Linked DNA regions of Macaca mulatta: region 1 is linked to region 2. A link is a contact called in public Hi-C data. All regions are on one chromosome and are shown on one strand. The core of a region is the stretch at or near the end of the contact, and the rest is flanking DNA. Distances in the headings are between cores, read along the strand shown. Region 1 holds the start of LOC114669982. Region 2 holds the start of REEP3 (receptor accessory protein 3).

Region 1 (6,396 bases), core at 820-3,319, 57 kb before region 2:
TATTACATTATGTTAATGCTAAACTGTTCCAAGTTTCGTTTAAGAAATATGAATGTAAGAAAATCTGGAAATAAATCTAAAATGGTAGATTCTAGGCTAAAAAAACTAAATTAGTAATATTCAAATTTTCAAATAAAGACTTAAGATAAAAAACTCATCAAGGGTTCACATAGTTATGGTTCAACATACATTTTTCTTTTTTTGGTAAAATCAGATACGGTGAAATGTAAAGATAGTATCAATTCAATAAGTTTTGACAAATATATATATTTATATATATATTTACTTGTGTAAATATATATACCTGTGTAACCAACAATCAGGATAGGAAACATTTCCATAACCTGAAGAAACTCTTTCCCATTCTTTCCAGTCAATCTCTACCATCCACAGATAATTTATTTTTTAATATCCAGCTTAATACCTTACCATTTACTAATATATGTAAACCTTCTCTTTACAACACTTAAATTCTCAACTAAGAAAGCAATAAAGTCATTTATATATAGATTTTTTTTTTCCTTTTTTAGAGATGGGGGGGTCTCACCTATGTTGCCCAGGCTGGACTCCAAGTCCTGGGCTCTAGCAATCCTCTCACCTCAGCCTTTTACACAAACAAAATAAAAGTAGTTACTGATGGAACTCCCAATTTCTAGAACCACTAACATCAGCAATACTTCTTAAGGAAGATTATACACTTTTGTACGAAAATAACCAGCCAAAACCTTCAAAACTACTTCTATTTCCTGTTAGAAACACCTATTAGCAAAACATACCTATTTTGCAACGTCGAGTCAACATTAATACATGCCGCATTAACTATATCACTGACTACAGTGATGAAAACCCGAGTTTACAAAACATTCAGAAACTATTAAAACAGGTAGGTAAAAAACATTAGGTAGATACCTGTACAGATATTACAGTGAATTTGGAATTGTAAGCTTGCATGCATACAAGGGGAAAAAAATATTCCTAAATTTGAAATTTTCAGTGAAAAAATAAGTGGCTCAGGGCACTACAAATAAATTTCATAGATAACGTATTCATAAATCAACCTTGGGAAGTCTAGTCTATGTCTTGTCTCTACTACGCCCCTTACCTTCAAGCTGCCCCTCAGTGAGAATGCACTTGGGAACACAACAGAGCATATTACAGCTCAAAATCACGCACATACCTACACTACTCAAAGAAAACACTGGCAGTGTCACACATAAGAAAGCAAAAGAAAAAAAAAGACAATCAATTCTGCATGGCATTTAACATTTTAATTGACATTTTTCGTCTTATTTAAAACCATATAAAACCCAGAAACAGCTTGACTCCAAAGCACTGCATCTTTCTAACAAAAAAAGTACACTGGGCACAGAAAGAAAGAGATTACCCTCCATACCAAAATTTTTCACTTTTATAAACCTTTCCGGTTAGAAAGCCAAGCATCTATTAAGGTGAGGATAAACCCGGGCACCGCCACCACCACCACGGCCTCTGCCTCTAAAACACAAAGGAATCCCCGGACTGTGTGGGAACGTCTCTGTCCTTTCCTCCCTCCCTTTCAGCAAACTTACAGGACAAGTTTTAAGTCTCGAGCTACAACACTATGAACACTTTTCCAAGAAAAGAGATGCCAGGGAAGCTGGCCACCTATCGCTATGAGTGGTCCGCCCCCTACCCCTACCTGCCCGCGCGGCGCCGGACTCGCAGCTCCGCCTTTTGGGGAGGTCTCCGCGGCCGCCCAGGCGCCACAGTGGGCAGCTGCGGTCGACCCCTCCGGGATTGGGGGCAGGGCGGCCTCCGCGGCTATCCCGGGAGTCCCGCTCCGACACCGCCTCCCCTGGGGAAGCCGCTCGCAGAGAGGCAGGGACCCAGGCAAGGGATGCGGGCAAACAAGCCAAGGGCTCGGCAGAGGGGCGTGACCGCCAGTTGGCCGGGCTGAGCGAGGTGCCAGAGGGAAGCCCGCAAGGTACGTCTGCGAGAGCCGGGTGCGGACGCGGCAGGGGGGAAGGGGGGCGCTCGCTCTCTTACCGCCAGGTCCGGATTGCGGCTGTCCCTGTGTGACACGGCTCGGATGACCCCCGCTCGCCAGCCGCGTCCGCTCTCCCAGCGCTCCGGACGCGCCTCGTCGCTGACCGCCACACACAGGAACCGCTTCCCCACCAGCTCCGGCCGCGTCTCCACCGCCATAGCCGTCGCTGCCGAAGCGACCGCTGCCTCCTCCAGGGCGAGGGAACCGGTGAAACCTCGCTCCTACCGGCCGCTCATGCTGAGGAGAGCGAACCGGGGCACGGCAGCGGCCCCGAACGAGCGCAGACTCGGGGCGCACTGGCCGCTCTGCCCCGGACACAGCGACCTCGGTCCCTCCCCCAAACACTCCTCTGGAATCCCAGATTCGCAGCGTTGGGCTGCAGCGCCACACAAGAAAAGTGAGAGAAAACCCAACACGGCCGTCGAACACCCAGAGGCAGCCCAGCCGCCGCCACCGCACCGCGGCCAGTACTGCTCCGTCTCCGTCCCCGGGCAGCGGCGACGCGCAGCGCGTCTCCTTCCGCCGGCGCGGGCGGGGCAGGAGCCGCGGGAGGGTCGGCGGAACCACCGCAGACGGAAAGTAGTGCCCAGCCTTGCGGAGGCGGCGGCCGCCACGGGGTCCTCCGAGATCCAGAGGTGGCGGCGGCGGCAGACCAAGAAATGAAGCCGGCCGCGGGGAAGTAGGCGACAGCTATTCAAAGCTTTTGGGGGTCTACCTGTGTATTCGTTGCTCCCTCAGAAGTGGAGGTGAGGGGAAAGTGAAGTGTAGTGGTTCCACTTTGATCACAAAATAAACTCCAGGGTTGACGCCTCACCCCCGGCGCGATGTTCAGAGCACACGGCGCCCGCCGCCTGAGTTAGCCTGAATTAGCAGTACCGCAGTACCAGCAGCAGAGCAGGACAACACTTCTACTGAAAACTAAGCCCCAAAGTCACAGCAGAACCAACCGTTCATGACTTCAAGGGAAAACGAAGGGGAAAATATCATCCTTTTCTTTTGTAGCGATACTAATTACATGTTTAAGCTATTCAGAGATTTAAATTCGTCACTGCTTTATTATAAGAACAGTAAATGCTCCGTGGCGGGCCCTTGTCAACGTCCTGAAATTTCACAAACCTTGTCTGCGACAGTCTTAGTGCTTTTAGTACTAGTACATACCTCAAACACACAGGTAGGTCGGATAATAACAGCAGAGAAAATCCCCAGATTCAGTTATTAGAAAATACCACGGAAACAAAAGGATTTTAACCAATCACAATTCAAGAAAATAAATTATATTTATTTCCCATCCAATTACAATAGGACTCCCTAACCTACACACAGATCTCTTGGAACACTCTTCTTTGATCAACTTCTTTAATTGTTATAAATCAAACCTCCCTACAGATGTCAGCGAGCAGTTCGATTTCAGGCACACTTTATACTGCTTTTTTATAGGTAGTTTTAAAAATCCCAGTTGTGGTTTTTCAGTGGCATTAGTGATTACAGTCCGCTTAAAAATTCTTCTAGTCCAATAAAATATTCTAAATTTCAGTCTCTTAGAGATTTTCCTGAACCTCTATTTTAAAAAAGTTTAGTAATCTGAATGTTTAAATAACTATAAGGCTTTTATCTGTTTTCTCTAGAACACTCAAGCTGGGCAATTTGAAATGGAGAAACATGACCACTGCTAATAGGTTAGAAACCAAAATTATAAGGAAGATGGATTTTAATAATCATGGTCGAATTTTGCTAATCTAAAGACCAAACACAGAACTGTAATAAATAGGCTGGGCGCGGTGCCTAACGTCTGTAATCCCTGCACTTTGGGAGGCGGATCACCTGAGGTCAGGAGTTCGAGACCAGCCTGGCCAACATGATGAAACCCCCTCTCTACTAAAAGTACAAAAAATTAGCTGGGGGTGGTGGCGCGCGCCTGTAATCCCAGCTACTCAGGAGGCAGCACTCGGAGAATCGCTTGAACCTGGGAGCCGGAGATTGCAGTGAGCCGAGATCGCACCACTGCACTCCAACCCGGGGAACAAGAGCAAAAACTCAGTCCCCCGAAAACAACAACAAAAAGCTCTAATAAATTAAAAAGGCAAAACATATCCAAAAATGCACATTGGCAAGTTGAGAGAAAAACTTAATTTTGCTTGGGCAATTTTATTTCCAAGTCCACTTTTTCAGTGTACACTGTATAATGAAGAATTACAGATGAAGATTTCTAAAATCAATGTAGATTAAGGAGCCAGTAAAGTGGCTTGGTGACAATAATCCAACATATGTAAGGATACAAGAGAGCCGGGCGCGGTGGCTCACGCCTGTAATCCCAGCACTTTGGGAGGCCGAGACGGGCGGATCACGAGGTCAGGAGATCCAGACCATCCTGGCTAACACGGTAAAACCCCGTCTCTACTAAAAATACAAAAATATTAGCCGGGCGCAGTGGCAGGCGCCTTAGTCCCAGCTACACGGGAGGCTGAGGCAGGAGAATGGCATGAACCCGGGAGGCGGAGCTTGCAGTGAGTGGAGATTGGGCCACTGCACTCCAGCCTGGGCGACAGAGCGAGACTCCGTCTCAAAAAAAAAAAAAAAAAAAGAGTAGGCAGATCAACATCCAGATACCAACTCATCAATGATCTGCTTTGTGACCATGCGCATGATGCAATTGTAAAAATGCAAAAATGCCTGAATCCTAATTTTCAGTGATATCCTAGGAGCAAATGAAAAATAGATAAAGTCATTTGAGAAAAACATGCAAATTCATCAGTTATTACATAAATCCCACTCACCAAATTACATTCTTAGGAGTATAGGTTGCTGGTTGCCTTACATAAATAAAAACTGCCAGCTGTTTTCAATTTTGTAGGCAAACTGCTCTACATGGGCCCTTAGGAACTCCCACTACATGTTGAATTCCACCCTTTTCAGTCTTCTGAAAAGCACGTAATCCAACAAACCAATCAAAATATTTCATGTATAGAAACAAAGTTTTTCAGGAGGGCATATATCCCTGTAATATTTTTAATCAAATATCTTAATATTCTTAGAACTATAGGCCAAATTCTGTTCTACTAATCCCTTGACTACAGTCAATGCCTAGAGTTTACACTAATTCGTGGATATTTTGCTGTTGGAAAAACTTAAAAGTACATTTTTAAAAATGTAGAATAAAAAGTCATTAAAGATTTTTTGCTTGTTTGCTGGCATTTTTTGCTTCGTTTTGTATCAAGGGGTATTTGTATTATTTTATTTTTGCCAGCAAATCATAACATTGTAAATAACAATGAATTAAAAAATTTTTTCAAGTCGGTTTTGAAACTTCAGAGTATTTGTTTCTTTTTTTTTTTTTTTTTTTTTTTTTTTTTTTTTTTTTTTTTTGAGACGGAGTCTCGCTCTGCCACCCAGGCTGGAGTGCAGTGGCCGGATCTCAGCTCACTGCAAGCTCCGCCTCCCGGGTTCACGCCATTCTCCTGCCTCAGCCTCCCGAGTAGCTGGGACTACAGGCTCCCTCGCCCGGCTAGTTTTTTTTTTTTTTTGTATTTTTTAGTAGAGACGGGGTTTCACCGTGTTAGCCGGGATCGTCTCTCGATCTCCTGACCTCGTGATCCGCCCATCTCGGCCTCCCAAAGTGCTGGGATTACAGGCTTGAGCCACCGCGCCCGGCCGTTTCCTTACATTCTTTACTTCCATAAAGATACTCGGAAACAGAAGAGTGATGGTATTTGTTTTCATTATACAGGCAGAAAGAATGACAGTGAAGTACTTAAAATAACTAAGTTTACTTATAGAAGCTGAAAATTAGAAATATAAATTAGATTTTCTAGTCTTTCCATCGCCACATGTAAATATGTCCATTAAATATGCCTACACACACATCAATTCAAGCAAACCTCATACATCAAATATCTTAATCTACACCAAAGATTGGGAGATTATTTGATTTTTTCCCTTTTTAGAAGTTCACAAAAATTTATTCATAAAAACAACTTGGGCTAGGTGGTGGCATGTGCCTGCTGTCCCAGCTTCTCTGGAGGCTGAAACTGGAGGATCTCTTGAGTCCAGGACTTCTAGTTCAGGCTGGGCAACATCACAAGACCCTGTCTCTAAAAAAATCTTTAAAATACAAAGAAACCCCACAAACTATTTCGTTTGTTTTTTAAAAAACTGACTTATAAAGGAAGAAAATGTATTCACTGCATAAGAACCATAATTATCTACTTAATTATCAGTGATTAACAGTTCATGAAGTTTAGTTTGAATAAGCAAAAGCCTAGTAGTTACAGATTTTTCACTTTTTGACTTGGTATGTAATTGTGGAAAGGGTCAATCTTCTGTTGTCATACATACTAGTATTTTATGCCACTATACATGTCTACTTTATCACA
Region 2 (7,030 bases), core at 1,371-3,870:
TATCCCAGTATAATGTAAAGAAGCTTGGGAAGCATGAATTAGATCTCCAGTTCTGTTACCAATGACCTGTGTGATCACTGGCCAATGAGATAACTTCTCTAAACCTCACTTTCCATCGTACCAAAAGGGAATAAACACTACCTGGCTTTTTAAGTTGTCAGAATGACTCAATGACATGTGTGCAGCACATGGTAGGTGGTTTCCAACCCATGGCCTATTGAGATGTGAAAAAAGGCACTGTTCCAGGTAAATAGAAAGCAAGCAGCAAAAAGTAACCTAAATGTGTAAGAGGCAGAAGATATAATAAGCATACAAAATAAAATTCAACGCACAGCAGTCTAGGGACATTTCAGAGAGCAGCCAGCAGTCCTACCTATCTCAGCAACCCCTGAAGGCATTAATGTGCTAGGATTAGCTGAAATAATTAATATTCACAATGATGATCTCCAAAGTAAAAAGGCAAGAAAGGCATACATTTTAAAGGGACTTCCAATGTACGTGGCTGAATTTTTTTTTTTAAATCTGATGCTTAGTGACTGTATTTCACAAATATTATTCAAATTTTTATTGGGCATTTACTCTCTTAGGCTAGATAGTTGGAAAACACAAAGAAATCCAGTACACCACGTCTGTTCTCAAACATTTTGCCATTCAGTATATTAGACATGGTAGAGGCAGAATGACACAGATAAGAAATAGAAATTCAAGTAATAAATTATGGGGGCACAGACAAAATTAGGAATAATTGTCCCTGAGGAAAAACAAGGACGTCTTCATGGCATAGGCCACTGAAAAATGAGGGTTCTGATAGGTACAGAATGGGGAGCAAAGTGTTAAGGGAAAAACAAAATCTGGGCAAAAGCACTGAGCATGAAAATACAGACTGGTTCAGAGAAGAGAGGTAGGGAAAGGGTACATTAGGAGTTGGGGGTGAAGGTAGTGAAAGTAAAGGCTGTAAAGCTATTTCAGGACCTGTTCGTGAAGGGATATGAATGATATTCAAATTCATTTCAGTTTTATTGAACAAGAGAGTTCGCCAACACGCTGGTGCTTATGCAGCACACCTGATCCTCAACGCTGAATAATGACCAAAAATAAAAGATTCAGAGTAAATGCAAATTACTACTAAACTTCCTGAAATAAAAATAGTCTTGACATGAATAAGCAAAAAGAACCTAACCCAACAGTAGAAAGTTCTGAGCTTGTTTCTTAAATAATGATTTATTATTTATTAAATAAATTACCCAATAAATAAATTTATTATAATAATAATAAATAAATTTATTTATTAAATAAATTACCCAATTTATTGACTGAGAACTGAAAGAAATTTAGGATAATCTGTTGTGTCCTTTGATTGTCTTCCACGCAAGTCACATTATTTCCTAAACATATTATTTAGCAGTGCCTCACATCATCCCCGAAAGGCAAGAGACAGACTACAGTATTATTATCCCCTTTTTATCACAGGGAAACTGAGGAACAAGAAGACAAAATTATAGTATGGTCACAAAAGCCATCATATTTTTTAGGACTTTAATTAAAGGCTCCAAGCCTACATTTCATCTTTTATTCTTCACACCATCTGAATACTAGAATTATCTTTTACTATCGTCTTAATTGGAAAAAAGAAAAATATCTAAACTTTAAGATCATTTTCTCAATTTGGTACTGTCACAAAAAAAAAAAAAAAGTTTTAAAAGTCTACCCTTGAAATGATATTTGCAAGAACAGCAAGGGTAAGCAGTAACCCAACCTCCAAAAAATACAGTTGTAAATCTTATAGCTGTAATACAGTTGTAAATCTTAAGACAGGTCAGGAATCCTAGACCCAGCCCTTACTTTGAACATCTGGCAGGCCTCAGGGAAATAATGGAGATTTGTGTCTGTAAAAGTCTTTGCAGATGCTCTAATGAAAAGGTGCCCTAAGAGGCCCAGAACAGTGGTATCACTACACTCACCACCGCAAACATGAAATCCTCCTCTGTCCCTCCCTGCCTTGCACCACGAGACTCGCGGCACACAAGGAGGCCTATGCAAGAACCTCTCGACATTTCCCTTAAAATGCGGTACTATAAGGACGCCTTTGGTGCTGGGCCTCCGTAAACACTGAGGGTACCGGATGTGGCCAGGCACACCTCAAAGTCTTGGCTCTCCAAAACCAGGGCCTGGTCGAGAGTCTTTTATTGGACACCGAGTTCCTGCGAATATCTCACTTTTCACACAGGCGCTGCCAATCCCTGCCCTCCAGTACCCTTCCTCAGCCTCCTGCCGCACTCTTGCCGCGAGGTGGGCGTCCCAAAGAGCTAAGGAGGAGGGTAAGGTTGGTTAGAGCGCAAGGGCCAAGGCCGCGGCCGCGAGGCCGTCCAGCACAGGCTACGGTCCTGCCGGTCCAGCCCCGGAGCCCGGCCGCCTGGCCCCGGCCCTGGCCTGGGCCAACGCGCCGCCGCCGCCGCCTATCAGCGGAGCGCAGGGGCGGGGCTGGCCGGCTCGGCGGCCAGGCCGGCGGGCGGGGGCGGGCTGGGACGGGCGGGGACGGGCGGGGGACCGACCGCCTCGCAGCCCAGGCCGCCGCGCGCACACACCGGGCCCGGCTCCCGAGGGCGCCAGCGCGGCCCCGGGGAGCGCGAGGAGCCGGCGAAGCGCGCGGCCTGCCGTTGGCGGCCTGGTCCGCAGCGCTCTGCGCCCACCCGTCCCGGACGTGGGGCCCAAGCCCCCGTGAAGATGGTGTCCTGGATGATCTCCAGAGCTGTGGTGTAAGTGCCGCTCACGGCGCCCTGCAGCCGGCGCGAGGCCCAGGGGAGCTGTGGGAAGGGGAAGGAGCCGAGAGGAAAGGGAAGGCCTGGGCCTGGGCGGGGACGGGGTGGCCCGGCCTGGGGCCTGCCGTGGGGCCGGGGGAGCCCTCGGCCTCCTCACCTTGGTCCACGTCGCTGCGGGGCTCCCTGCGGCTGCCGAGGGCCTAGCTGCGGCGACTGCGGCTGCGACGGCGGCGGCAGCTGTGGCGCTGCTCGGCTGCGTGCGGCGCGGCGCCCCTGCTCCGGCGGCGCTGGGTGGGCAGGCGCTCAGGGCAGGCGGCGCGCGCTCCCCGCTTCTGCTCCCCGCGCAGCGCGGCACCGCCCTGCGGGCCCGGGAGCGGCGCGCCTCGCAGCTGCTCCCTGCGCAGGCTCCGCAGACGCCGAGCGCGGGAGGCTCCGCGATCCTCCCGAGGATGCGGTGGCAGTGCCGAGCCTTTGTATCCCGCGGCTGATGCGTTGCGGTGTCTCTCTTGGCGGCTGATTGCCATTCGGTCACGTGTGGTAGGAGGAGAGATTTGTCTAAAAACCCGAGACCGCTCCCAGTCCAGGATCCCTGGGAAGGGTCCTAGTTGTCCCAAGATTTGCAGCTTACCGAGAAAGGTGACACCCGGCTGCTCGCCTAGATCCCCGAATTCGGCCCTGTCTTGGCGGAAATATTTGCTAAGTGATTGAAAGGCTGTAGGTGCCTGTTGCCTTTGTTCAAACTATCGGTTCATTTCATTGTTCTCCTACCAACAAGTGCTACAGGTCTGTAAGAAAAAAAAATTCCTTGAGTTGTGGTGTTAATCGTGTAAATGTATTTGAATACAATTTAAACTGATTTTCTCTCATCCTCCCCATTTTACCCCTCTCCCCGATTTAAAAAAAAAAAAAAAGTCACCAAGTAAACAATGACGTAGTTACAGCTAGGGTCTGTGAATTCATTATTCATCTCTGTAGTAGTGTTATCTCAGAAGGTTTCATAAAGGTATATGAAAAAATGTTTATGTGAGGGGGCAGGCTTCTCTGATTAGCTTTAGAATTTCGGAAAAATAACATTACCAGATTTTTTGTTGTTGTTGTTAAAAGGAGCTAAATTTTCTGAGTTTGGTGTTTATTTTGTTTGGAAGTGAATTACTAGTCCTATTTAATCCGATTTGCAGCACAGCATTCAAAATTTTTCATTTGATTAAATTGCAAAGTTTCTAGTTTTAAAGCCTCAGAGCTTCCTGTGTTCCCCTGTACAAAACTAAAAATCAAGATATAAACAAAAGGATACCGCAGATGCCTTCAGATTGTTTTTTAGCCTTTTCCTGGCCTCTCTTTTGAGTCTGTCATTTACCTAATCCAGGCATACCTTTCTTGACCTAGTAGATGTCTATCAACTGTTGTGTCCACACCTAGAAAATCAAGTGCCCTATTAAGAAGCTGTACTTTACAAAAAAAAAAAAAAAGCCTCTGGATTTCTTTGACCAGTTCTTCAACTGACAGAAAATTGTGAAGCACTTTTAGACTTTTGTTTTTCATAATTGACAATACGAACGTCTGTTCTAGGTGCTACCTGTAACACAAAGGTCAGTAACACGTAGTTGATCATGGTCATTGACAGTTTGGGTGCACAGATATCTGCGGTACAGATCCAAATGTCAACTCTTATAAAAGTTACACCCAGTTGAATACCCAGTGTTGGACAAGGAAGGGATATCTGGTTGAGAAAAAGAAAAGGCAAGGGAGATTATGTTTCAGATGGGCCTTAAAAAATAGACAGGCCCAGTAGAGTGGCTCACACCTGTAATCCTAGCACTTTGGGAGGCCAAGGAGGGAAGATTGTTTGATCGCAAGAGTTAGAGACCAGCCTAGGCAACAGAGCAAGACCTTGTCTCCACAAAAAATGAAAAATTTAATTAGCCGGTCACAGTAGCTCACACCTGTTATCCCAGCTACTCAGGGACTGAGGAGGATCGCTCAAATCCAAGAGGTCAAGGCTGCAGTGAGCCGTGATCGTGCCACTGCACTCCAACCTGGGCCACAGAGTGAGACTGTGCCTCAAAAAAACAAAAAAGAATGGACAGAATCGAGGCGGCCAAAGATGAAAAAGGAAAGGATTCCAGATATAGGGACCAGCGTGAGCCAAAGCCCAGAGGAGGAAAAGCCCAGATTAGTTACAGTGGGCATGAGGGACTCGGGTGGGGAAAAAGCAAGCTGGAAAGATAGCCTGGGGTGTGTTTTCAAGAAAGAAGGGGTAAATGTTATAAGGCAGCAACAGCTTTGCTTTGGAAGATTCTCTGCCCTTCTGTGAAATTTTCCAGTGGAGACCTGGAAAACAAGGAGACTCCTTAGGAGACTCCCTAACTGGAGAGAGGGGATTAAAGCCTCTTTGCAGTTAAAGTGCTTTAGCTACAGAATGTAAGGTTTGAGGCTAAAGACAGGGAACAGTAATGTGAGGAAGAAAATGTCATGAAAAGAAACGTGTTTCTCAAGTGTCAGGAACCGTTATTTTGTGAGCCATTAGCACATTAGAAAGCACACTTGTCAGAGAATATAAACATCATTCCATTTTTCTTCTTTACTCAGTTTCTCTCTCTGAAAATGAAAGCGCAGTCACAGGATCTACACAAACTTGGAAACCTTTTTCACACCAGGAGGTAGAATTTACTTGATTCTTTCTAACTTACTGAGACAACCACCTCCTCCTGAGCAAGATCAGACCCTTCTCTCGACATGAACCTCTGGTAGCATGGGCAGGGAACCTCAATAACCAGAGCACCCTGTATGTAGAAGCACTTTGTCCCCAGATCCTGCACTTTAACACCGGAGAAATTAGCCCTGGACACCACTCTTTTTTTTTTCTTGAGACAGAGTCTCTCTCTGTCGCCCATGCTGGAGTGCAGTGGTGTGATCTCAACTCACTGCAACCTCCACCTCCCAATTCAAGCAATTCTCATGTCTCATGCCTCACCCTCCCAAGTAGCTGGGACTACAGGTGCGTGCCACCACGCCTGGCTAATTTTTTTGTATTTTTAGTAGAGACAGGGTTTCACCGTATTGGTCAGGCTGGCCTCGATCTCGTGGCCTCATGATCCGCCCACCTTCCTCTCTAAGTGCTAGAATTACAGCCATGAGCCACCGCACCTGGCCCTGGATACCACTCTTTACAGCTGTGTGGTCTTGGGCAGCATGCTAAACCCTTCTGAGCGTCAGTCTTCTTGCCTTTAAGTGATTATAATAAATACCACACGAGACTGTTGTAAAGAAAATTAGCCGGGCGTGATGGTGCACAGCTGTAGTCCTGACTAGTAGGGAAGCTGAGGCACTAGAATCACTTGAACCCTGGAGGGAAAGGTTGCAGTGAGCTGAGAATCGTGCCACTGCACTCCAGCCTCGGCAACAGAGCAAGATTCTGTCTCAAAAAAAAAAAAAGACTGTTGTAAAGATTAAATTAGTTTAACTAAAACGTGCAAGTGTGGTGCTTGGCATTGAGTGTGCACTTAAAACGTAATAGATATATAGATAGCTTTTTTATGAGGGAAGTGAGTAAAATGGTGTAGGAAGAAATATCACTGGATTGTTATCAAGAAACTTGGAATTCAGAACTGGCTTTGGTTACCTTAACGAGCTGAATGACCCTGAGGCAGTCTCTTACTGATTATAGACCTTGGTTCTATTTCTCAGAAGAGGCAAAGAGACCTGATAACCTCCAAGCTCTTTTGTCCAGCCTTAGCATTCTGTGATGATATGAAAGTATTTTTCCATTACTCACAGTCTGTTCAAACTCAGCTTACTTTAACATCAAGGCAAGATTGACAGGTTAGTTACCAATTTTTTTTTTTTTTTTTTTTTTTGAGACGGAGTTTTTCTCTTGGTGTCCAGGCTAGAGTGCAGTGGCATGATCGTGACTCACTGCAATTTCCGCCTCCCGGGTTCAAGCAGTTCTTCTGCCTCAGCCTCCCAAGTAGCTGGGATTACAGGCGTGTGCTACCATGCCCAGCTAATGTTTGTATTTTTAGTAGAGACGGGATTTCACCGTGTTGGCCAGCCTGGACTTGAACTCCTGACCTCAGGTGATCCTCCTGCCTCGGCCTCCCAAAGTTCTGGGATTACAGGCATGAGTAGTTACCAATTTTTTAAGGGATGGTAGTTTGAGATTACCAATGATGTTCCATTCATATATGATATCCGCACTTCACCTTTTGAAACATGACTCTCATAAGTTGAGGGAAATTCAGTTTTTCCCCTAACTTTTCTTAATTTGTTTT

What was found. Hi-C and Micro-C count contacts between places; a contact is called where the count stands out from the background.
Region 1: a contact with region 2 is called in a Hi-C map of cortical neurons, with 2.7 times the contacts expected there. The contact joins the promoter of LOC114669982 here to the promoter of REEP3 in region 2. A contact is called at or near these places in 3 of 14 Hi-C or Micro-C datasets (cortical neurons, fetal cortical plate and liver).

What each region holds. Positions count from the first base shown.
Region 1 is chr9:86,328,874-86,335,269 of T2T-MMU8v2.0, reverse strand. LOC114669982 reads left to right here and starts at 2,069. Exons shown (of 1, transcript XM_028826600.2): 1 at 2,069-4,438. The coding sequence starts at 2,069. The coding sequence ends at 2,689. All of the region lies in intron 2 of JMJD1C (jumonji domain containing 1C), which reads right to left.
Region 2 is chr9:86,272,028-86,279,057 of T2T-MMU8v2.0, reverse strand. REEP3 (receptor accessory protein 3) reads left to right here and starts at 2,620. Exons shown (of 8, transcript NM_001261663.1): 1 at 2,620-2,756. The coding sequence starts at 2,725. It overlaps JMJD1C (jumonji domain containing 1C), which reads right to left and starts at 3,064. Exons shown (of 26, transcript XM_077946712.1): 1 at 2,917-3,064.